Regions from separate parts of the Danio rerio genome. Here region 2 is linked to region 1. Evidence: chromatin contacts called from public Micro-C data. All regions are on one chromosome and are shown on one strand. Each heading gives the region's core, a stretch centred on a gene start, on an enhancer-like site or on the middle of the called end of the contact. The rest is flanking DNA. Distances are from core to core; before and after follow the strand shown.

Evidence for each region. A called contact is a pair of places that touch in the nucleus more often than the background predicts.
Region 2: a Micro-C map of caudal fin shows a contact between it and region 1, with 11 times the contacts expected there. The contact joins the promoter of fbp2 here to the promoter of dapk1 in region 1. A contact is called at or near these places in 5 of 18 Hi-C or Micro-C datasets (caudal fin, embryo, hematopoietic stem cells and 1 more) and 2 of 4 datasets of contacts at active chromatin or transcription factors (caudal fin and embryo).

Annotation. Positions count from the first base shown.
Region 1 is chr5:45,532,359-45,537,702 of GRCz12tu, reverse strand. dapk1 (death-associated protein kinase 1) reads right to left here and starts at 2,572. Exons shown (of 25, transcript NM_001099990.2): 1 at 2,511-2,572. The coding sequence starts at 2,572.
Region 2 is chr5:45,708,183-45,713,729 of GRCz12tu, reverse strand. It overlaps fbp2 (fructose-1,6-bisphosphatase 2), which reads left to right and starts at 2,990. Exons shown (of 7, transcript NM_001004008.1): 1 at 2,990-3,211; 2 at 4,747-4,909. The coding sequence starts at 3,039.

The DNA.
Region 1 (5,344 bases), core at 1,323-3,822:
ATAGGCTACTTTATTGACACAAGGACACTACCACTACCATTTACCCATCCTCAAATTCAAATACAACAGCCCACTAGATAGCTGCTTCTGAGGTTAGATACACAGTAGTGATGGGAAGTTCAGATCTTTAAAGTGAACCAGATCTTTTGTGACAATCTACTGCAGGGGTTCCAAACTCGGTCCTAGATGGTCGCTGTCCTGCCGAGTTTAACTCCAACTTGCTTCAACACACCTGCCAGGAAGTTTCTAGTATATTAAGTAAGAGCTTGATTAGCTGCTTCAGGTGTGTTTGATTAGGGTTGGAGCTAAACTCTCCAGGTCACTGGTCCTCCAAGACTGAGTTTGGACACCCCTGATCTACTGGTTTGGATTTAACATATCAAAAAAAATGTGGTCAGCAATCATAATTTCCACCAGTTAAAACATCACCATAATCTGAAAAGTTTCTTACAATTATGCTTTGCAACCCAACTGAAGCATGTTTCACTTATTTAAATTCCATTATGACTTTATGTTATGAAATTATAATATTGTTAAAAGTTTTGCCAGATCCTCTCATTTAAGCCCTTGGTTTACTTGCGCTGCAGTTGATCAAGTTTAGTTCAGTCACAGCAGGCTGTCATGCACAATGTGTTTGGTTCACTGAATCACACATGCGCAGTATTATCAGTTCACCAGTTCTCAAATCCGATGTCGGCGTACTGTTCTAATAACTGAATAACTCAGTATATATAGGTTTATTTCCAGTCAGACAAGATGTCAGGCAAGTTAAAAATAAGTTGTTTGTGGATAAGTGCTTAACGTTATTGGAGACGCAAATTGTTTCAAATAATTCAGCTTGATGTAGTGAAATAGCTCAACCGGTTCACTTAGAAGATCCTGTTTAACAGAACGATTTGTTCATGGTCGCATTTACTAATACAGAAACAAAACCTATTATTGAGCACAAATGTGTTAAATTAATACTTTGAAGTGTCTGCTCGGGTCGTATTTAATGCAGTAACTGTTTTTTTTTTAGTGAGAGCAACAACGAGGATGACCAGCTTGATCTAGCCAATGGCATGAGTATTACAGACTCTGAGGTGCCATACGGGTTAAACATCTGGCAGCGCAAAGTAAATAGATTTACTTCTAAAAGACTTACAGTATGTATTAAATACATTTACAAAGACAAAAACAAAAGACATTTTTGCTATAAGTTTAGTTTGTTTTGTATGTAAGCAATACAGTTTCAGTTAGTTCTAGTTTTTTTTTTTTTTAAAACTTGTTTTTATTTTTATTTCAGTCAACAAAAATGTTTTTTCAATCCTAGTGTTTATTTTTTGTTAGTTTTTTTTATAACTATACCTTGGTAAGCACCAGCAATAAGATGCAGTTAACTTAAAGGCCACAGGTGCCACAAATAACAAGTATTTTTGAATTCTACATAATAGCACTTTTTTATGCAGTAAATAAAATGTGTATAGCAATGGCCAATAGTCTTTTAAAAACAAACAAACACGTAAAAACCTGTGGATTTATTGTAAAAACATCTAATCAACTTGCAGCTTTAAAATCAATTGCTTGATCATCTGAACTATTGACCTTCATTTGGTCTTGTGTCTTCCCATGAAATCAATATACAATTTGGAAATGGTAAGATTCAAAACTTCACATAAGCTTGCATTTCCGGTCTTTAGTCTTCAAATGAATGGGAATGCATGGAATAAAAATGATGGCCCCCAATTAATGCAAACGGAGTCACGATACTCTATAAAATAAAATTAGTCCCTGACTGGATGTCTTTAACAGCCAAATTGTGAAGTAAAATGCAATTGTCGTTGAGTCGCAGCATAGCAGACTAACTCAATTTATCTTGATCAGTCTGTCAAGTGAGGTTCCCAGAAGAGAAATCTACACACTGGACCTTCACAGCCATCTGAACCCTATTAATCAATAAATGCCACTAAGGATCGTTACAACTTGGAATGTATGAACATCTGTCTAGAGTGACAACCAGTAATTCATGACTACATGAGGCTTGAGACCCCTAAAATGAGTTGAGAACACCCTGGCAAAAACCTCAGAATATCATGAAACATTTGTAACCGTACAGCTTTCCCCTGAGGGATGCAAGCATCACCCTGCATCTTAAAGCTGTCCCGTCTATACTGACTGAACCACATTAGATGGAGTATTCAATGATTCACTTACAACATATGGTTTCATGAACATCAGTGAAACATTATATTCCACAATAGGTTCTTCATGTTATTAAAATGTCCCACACTGTTAGACATTAATAACAGTTCACGGAGAGGTTCTTATATAAAATACGTCTCTCATACAGTCTCACAATGAATCCCCCAAATTTGGAACCTTTATTTGTATGAGTGCATGAAGTTAAATGAGAATACCATGGCTCTTGCAGATATGTACATGTAGCCTAAATAATTCATCCAAAACACTCAACTGCATTAAATAAAATGTCACCTTACGCCCAAAAACCTGGTATGAAACCCATCACGTACCTCCCGAGTTCTCCTCCAATCTCATAATAATCCTCCACATTCTCCTGGTTGAACACGGTCATGGTGCTCCTGGGCGCTTCCAGCTCTCCGGGATTCCCAAAATCAGCAGCCCATCTCTGTCAACCTAATGACAGTTTGCGGCGAACCCCTCTCATATTCGCTCTGCGTAGAGAGAAAGAGAGAGAGAGAGATGCGCGTGAGGAAAACGCGCGTGTCGTGCGTAAAAACGCTCAGTGTCTTCTCGACTCGTGTAAAAACCTTTTCTCCGCCCCTTACCACACTCGCCGCATGTGAAACACTGTTTGTGTACAGCTTTAACCGGTGGGTGGAAACTAGTCAACCCCGCTTGGGAGAAGGTAACAGTGGTTTTGTTAAAAGGCGTCTACGGCGTTGCCAAGTGAACAGCGCTGCTTGATGTGTGTGAAAAAACTGATCGTGACCAAAACCCTTGTGTCCACTCACCCTGGCCATAATACAGAAAAGATCGCCGAATCGCACGGAGGCGGTTGACACCTCGCGTAAAGTACCAATGCTTCATTAAAACTACGCCTTCTCTTGTGGGTTCATGTCGTTAGAGAAACCCAGCGTATTCCTTCATTGATCACACGGTCTAAACAGAGCAAAGCGTGCTCTTACCGGTTACTCGCTTTGTACTTCGACAAAAGCGAATAAAAGTAGCATACCTTTATTTATCCATCGTTGTCAGTCCCCAGGCAGCAGGTACCGGCAGGTGTGAAGCGATAAAATAGCATACCCTTCACGCGAGACATGGAAGTGTTGTGTTGCAGGAAATGGGAGGATTGTAACAATGTAGATGGTGCGGGGCTGAAGGTAATAAGAGCGCCAAGCGTCCACCTGAAGGGGCGCTGTGGAGCGCATGCATAATATCATCAGAACAGTCCATAAAATTCAATTCAATTCAATTCAATTCAATTCAATTCAAATCTATCTATCTATCTATCTATCTATCTATCTATCTATCTATCTATCTATCTATCTATCTATCTATCTATCTATCTATCTATCTATCTATCTATCCATCCATCCATCCATCCATCCATCCATCCATCCATCCATCCATCCATCCATCCATCCATCCATCCATCCATCCATCCATCCATCTATCTTGACAATCTTGTGATTTTATTTTCTCATAGGTTTTATCATGGCGAAAAAAAATGTGGACAGTTTTGAAGTAAAGTTACAATAATAATAACATTCCTGATTATAGGTCTGTTTATGTCTGTCTGTGATTTTTAAATGTATAGACTATATCTTTCTTTTCTAATTTTTTATTACAATTAAAATTTATTATTATTATTATTTATTAACTATGTCTTCACTGTTTGTTCTTTCTGTACTCGAATCTCACAAGACAAATTCAATCCAATCAATCAATCAATCAATCAATCAATCAATCAATCAATCAATCAATCAATCAATCAATCAATCAAATCCTGTCCGACTGTCATTTTTTAATCAACAGTGTAAATTTTAAAGAGATGGTTTACCCAAAAACTGAAAATTCTGTCCACTGTCCTTATAACAAGCTACATGGAATTTGTTTTTCCAACTATGGATGTCAGTAGTTGCATGTTTCTAACATTTTTCTTAACAACTTCTTTTGTGTACAAAAGAAAAAGAAACTCATAAAGGTGTGAAATCACTTAATGGTGAGTAAATAGTTTATACATTTAACAAAATACATACAATACATTTTCATTCAAGGGTGAACTTTTCCTTTAACATGACCCCACACTCTTAGGTAGAGAATGGCCAGTTGTAAAAATATGTTTATAGAGTAATGTATAGACTAGAGATGCCCAAACTAGGGGCCTCGGGCTAAAGCTGGCCAATGGTAACCTTTGATTTGGCCTGGCATCCCATCTGAGAAGAGAGGGAGAATGATAAGGGTTGGTTTGCTGATTTGTTGCATTAATAAGCTATAAAAAGCTAACTGAAATTAAATGTTTCAATTCAAATGGGGTCATTTAATCAAATTTAGTTGAAAATGTACATACTGTCACCCAATGGATAGAGGACTTTGGTCATCAAATCAAGGCAAAGGCAGGTTCTGCTTGACAAGTGTATTCAGCATTGAACTTCACTGTGTTATAAAAAAGGTTGTTTATGTTTTAATTGCAATGGGTTATCAAAAAGTTATGCTGCATTAGTTAATAGGATAAAAAGTCTTGTTTTCTATTTATTTTTACATTTTATGAAATAAATTAAGAAATTACTCACGGCAACTTTAATGTAAAAAATGTTTTTTTCTTTTGCCCACAGCTGTGATATTTTGTTTTTGGCCCCTCATACAAAAATGTTTGGGCACCCTTGGTATAGACTGTATTTTATATAGCCAGTATTTTGAAATAGAATACTATTTTTAGCACTAATAAAGACTATAGTGTCTCATGAGAAGCTTTGTTTGGAAATTATCCAAATGTATAAAAACTTAACATGCAATTTTTTTTGTATTATATCTAAATTATATATTGTAAGATTTTGTACAATAAATGAGACTTTCCTTACAAATTGATTATGATACACTTACCCCATCTACTGGTAAAGAAATACATTGCAGGTGTTGGACATGCATGGATAGGTGTTTTCCATGCAACAGAGGCTTTACTGCAGAGGTGCCTAAAGTAGGACCAGTGATTTGGCCTACCACCACATCTAAAAGGAGTGAGACAGATGAAGGGGGTTTTGTCAAATGCATTTAACATAGAGATCGTCATTTCTAATTTGGCGTAAACTTTTTTTTGTGTTTTATTGCTGAGCTCCAAAAAAAAAGATTAAATGCTTCAATTAAATGTTGTAAATTAATCTGA
Region 2 (5,547 bases), core at 1,741-4,240, 180 kb before region 1:
CTCATATCAGTGCCTGACACCCACACTGTGATATACTTTGTAATACATGTGCAAAATAATCATAATTTAGTTTTAAAAAAAATATCTGAACTAATTTAGATGCTTGTTAAATGGCTAGAAGTCATTGTTAATCTATTTAACTGAATTGATAAAAAGATTTACTTTAGCTATAAGGAGAGTAACCTAGTCCAGTTTTTTTTTTTTTTTGAATGAAATAAAGGCAAAATAATTATTATTATTCTGTTATTATTTTATTTGACAAGGGGCCAGCTGAGATGTATTTTACAGTTATTTTTAGTTTTTAATTTATCTGAAAACACAGGCAACATTTAGTATCAACATCTGCATAAAAATTTGACTTTTTAAAGATTACTGGCGTCCTTTCACTTTAAAAAAATACGGTGAGAATGTTAAAATAACAAAAGATACATTTTGACAGACCTTATGCCTCTTTGGGGTGGCACTGAATACATTTACAATCTGAACACTCTACATTTTGGGTTCTGATGCATTATGACTCTGTGGTCATGCATGATTGCCTGCTTTACAGAACAGTTTACTCTTGCTTAAAACCCATTTCAAAATAAGACTAAGCATACATAATAAGTATCATCCACTTGTTAAGTGGTGACATATGAAATACTGTTTCCGTGTCCAAGCCGCTGATTTGAATTGAAACAATTATTTGTTTATGATCATTTTTTAGTCATTTATTTTCTTTTCAGTTTAGTCCCTTTATTAATCAGGGGTCGCCACAGCGGAATGAACAAACTTATGCAGCATATGTTTTAGGCAGAGGATGCCTTTCCAGCTGCAACCCATCACTGGGAAACATTCATACACACTTGTTCACACACATACACTACAGACAATTTAGATTACCCAATTCACCTGTACCACATATCTCTGTAATTTGTGGGGGAAACCAGAGCACCCACGCAAACTTAAGAAAAAATGCAAACTCCACACAGAAATGCCAACTGACCCAGCTGGGGCTTGAACCAGCAACCTTCTTGCTGTGAGGCGATTGTGCTACCCACTGCGCCACCATGCTGCCTTTTTCAGTCATTTAACACATAAAAGTCAATTTTATATAAAATCATGGTGTACACATCAGTCTCTGGACTTGCTGCATCACAGACACCAATATTTTAACAATTCATAAAAAAAGTTTGCATGTTCTCCCTGTGTTCACGTGGGTTTCCTCTGGGTGCTCCGGTTTCCCCCACAGTCCAAAGACATGCGGTACAGGTGAATTGGGTAAGCTAAATTGTCCGTAGTGTACGAGTGTGAATGAGTGTGTATGGATGTTTACCAGAGATGGGTTGCGGCTGGAAGGGCATCTGCTGCATAAAAACGTACTGGATAAGTTGATGGTTCATTTCCGCGTCCCCGGATTAATAAAGGGAATAAGCCGACAAGAAAATGAATGCATGAATGAATGAATGAATATATATATATTGCAATCGTGATTTCCGAAAGAATTACATTGCTTTGCAAATATTTATTATTACCATTTGTTGAGTCTCCCCATACACTTAGATAGAGCATTTGTACCCGGAAGCCACTTCGGGTGACGTCACACTTAACAAGCGTATACATGCTGAACTTCAGAAAAGAGAGGATGGGGAGAATATGGTAGTGTTATTATTGTAATCTCACTAGAAAGCATCGTGGCCAATAAAGCTCAGCCTATGTGGATCATCAGAGCTGATGTTTCGTTCCAATTGGCCTGTTTTTTTCTACCAGGATTTTACATTCACTGTATTTACATGAAAACAAGAATATAATAGTGTTTGAGCCTATAGGCATGCCATTTCCATCTACCGAACTCTTTTTATTCAGATATGCCAAAGCTCTAGCAGATTTTCAATCTATGGCAGCTTTAAAATATGTGGATGTTTTGAATTCTGGTTTTCAAACTCATCAGAGATCTTAGAATCCTTTTCATGAAATACTCTGAATAACATGAATACATGATGCATTTCGGTACGCCATTTAAAGCACATCCATATAAAGAATGAATATGCCACTTTTCTTTTTGCCATATCAATGCATTCCTACATCAACATAATAAATACACTACACACTGTACAACAAGTTCAAGCAACCAAATGAAGAGCCGATGACCTTTTCTGTAAAGGCCAGTAGGCGCACAGGGCCCAGATGACATTTGAGACACATTTTGAGGTGTTGCTCTACACGACCTTGGTCAAAATATGTGCATGTATGTCTCTATACAATTTATAAACTCTCATTTAAAGTAAAAAACAATTCTATTTGCAGTTCAGAATGAATTATGTGCAGATTGAGTATAGAAATGACTTGCTGGTGTTCAATGTTCTCTCCAAAGCTTTTCTGCTCTTATTGAAATGGATGGTTCTGATCCTAATGGGTTTATTATTTTGGGCACTGTCGCACCAACATTTAAAGCAGGCAGCTTGTTTGAAAATACATCTGCCATCCTGCCAAATCTGTTGAATCAGAAGAACGTCATCTACTATATACCACTGCTTGACTTATAGTGATAAACACTGCTTGTTGAGGATTACCATTTAAATTAAGCTCTCTGAAAGCATGTTAATTGCACTTTTCTGCGCTGTGAATCAAATATAATGCATGCTGCGTATCCTTTTCCAGCAAATGTGTTTAGTCACAGTTCCAGGTTAGATTTTGAGTTATGTGGACACGTTTACATATAAATAAATGCACGTCTATTAATGAGATACATTTACCAGACATCCAGTAGGTGATTGTCATAAACAAAGCTTCACGACCCGTGCTCTCCTAGCCTCTGAGTATATGTCATGTGTCAACAGTGAGCATAAATAATTATCTGAGGGCCAGTGAACGTGCTTTATAAATGGAGCTCTGCCTCTACTAGCCTTCAGACTTCACTACTGTCACTCGATCTGCTTTACAAATATAACTCTGGCCTTCGTCCACTCACTGTGTATGTAAGACTGGACTGGCTGGAGGCTCTGCTGTTAGTTTAGTGTCTGTCTTTAGAGCTGGTTGCACTCTCGGAGGCTGTGAGGATGTCGGATCAGTCTGTGTTTGATGTGGATGTCTGGACCCTGACGCGGTTTGTGATGGAGACCGGCCGCCAGGCGAAAGGGGCCACCGGTGAACTCACACAGCTCATCAACTCCTTGTTGACCGCAATTAAAGCCATTTCATCTGCGGTCCGCAAAGCTGGAATAGTCAACCTGTAAGTTTCCTTCAGTAAACTTTTATTTTTTGTATTTTGTGTTGCTAATATGTCTACATGATTTCACTGTATGAAGCATAGATGTTAGTGAAAGTTTAGTTTTAGCCAATGATCAAATGAATGTGTGGAAAGTGTGAAGTACAGTAATTTGGAAATTACAGGTGTAGTACACACACTATACCTATGTAGCTTATACTGTTATTATTTTGATATAGTAATTATTACAATTTCCTGATTGATATCTTTTTTTTAATGTGATTTTTTGTGATTGAAAACTATTTCACAAAATACTGATTTCTGAAGTTGGTAGAAGGATAAGTGTCTTAAAAATGGCATATTTTGTGCAAAAAAATAAATAGATCAATAAAAAAGCTTTAAATGACAAAGTTTATGTTTGAAATTTTAAAGAAATGTCATCAGTGGTAAATAGAATAAAATAAAGTTACATTTTACTAAAACAAGTATAATTATAATTGGCAATTCCAGACAATCTCAGATTTTTTTTACAATAATACATTCATTTATTCATTCATTTTTCTTTGGTTAATTCACTTATTTGTCAGGGGTTGTCACCGCTGAATAAACCACCATCACAACAACAATAATAATTTTTTATTTAATTTGTTAAAAAAATTACTTTTATTTTTACTTTTTTTGGTGTCAAGTATATTAAAACATATTGTTTTATTTCAGCAAATTGCAAAGAAAATATTTGTCATTTTCATTTATTTTAATACTAAAATAACCAAAACCAAGGTTTTTTTGTACAAAACAGATTAAATATACAAAGGCGACACGGTGGCGCAGTAGGTATTGCTGTCACCTCACAGCAAAAAGCTCGCTAGTTCGGGCCTCGGCTGGGTCAGTTGGTGTTTCTGTGTGGAGTTTGCATGTTCTCCCTGCATGTTTCCTCTGGGTTTCCTCTGGGTGCTTCGGTTTCCCCCACAGTCCAAAAACATGTGGTATAGATGAATAGGGTAAGCTAAATTGTCCGTAGTGTATGAGTGTGAATGAGTGTGTGTGGATGTTTCCCAGAGATGGGTTGCAGCTGGAAGGGCATCCACTATGTAAAACATATGCTGGATAAGTTGGTGGTTCATTCCACTGTGGCAACCCCTGATTAATAAAGGGACTAAGCCCTATTCATTATAAGTAATGAATGAATATATAAATATACATATATACACTGCTGAAAATACTTCAGTTTTATTTTACTGTTGACTGAGTGAAGTTTATCGATCAATTCATATTTATGGTTAGATTTTAAGGTAGATTTTGGCTTTGAGTTAGTTGCATGCAATTATGTATGCTATGTTTTCTGTTATTACAGTCAATCTAACACAAATACTTTAAAATAAAATGTAAACTCTAATAACTAATAAAAACTAAATAAAGTAAATTTTCCAGAAGTTGCTAATAATTATTGCACCTTTAAAAAAATTGAGAAAGGCAAGGAACTTTATTACTGTTTTGCTATCTGAATTGATTTTTTTTTTTTTTTAAACATCAGTTTGTTCTGATTTCCCTGCACACAGTCAAGGCATCGCCGGACAGGTGAATGTCACAGGCGACGAGCAGAAGAAGCTGGATGTGCTTTCTAATGATTTGATCATCAATTTGCTGCAGGCCTCCTACGGCACATGTTTGATGGTTTCAGAAGAAAACAAAGACGCCATTTACACGCCTGCGGAAAAACGAGTAAGTCATGTTTATGCACTTTTACTCACTGTTGAAGAGAAAGGGTTATCATTATCATTATTTATCACCCCGTATATACACTAACATTTATTTTTGCTGCTTGTTCAAACTACTTATTTAAAATGAGTTAAATCAACAGACTTCTTAATTATGTTCAGTCCACTTAAATTTGTAAAAATAATAATAATAAAAAGGGCAAATATTAGGCTAATTGATTTGTGTTTGGACAACATTGCGGAGTTGTGTGGACCTGCCATTTTTTTAAGTGTATAATGTATTATTTAAACACACTTTAAATGGTTTTAATAACTAATTTCTAATGAATGATTTATTTTATCTTTGTCAATGACAGTGGGCTACACACTGTAAACCCCCCACAGTTGACGCAACTTAAAATTAACTTAAAATTTTAAGGCAATAAACTTAAGGATATTTTGAGTTGACTCAACTTTCAACCCAATCCCTACACTTGACTTTAGTTAAGTTGAGTAAACCTAAAAGTGTCCTGAAGTTTGAATCAACTTTTTTTTTGTGTACAATTTTACTAGTTATTACAACACTATTACCACAAAATAATAATAAAAACATAATGTGAAGTTATGAGGTTATGTAATATGATAATCAAAAATACAAAGAAC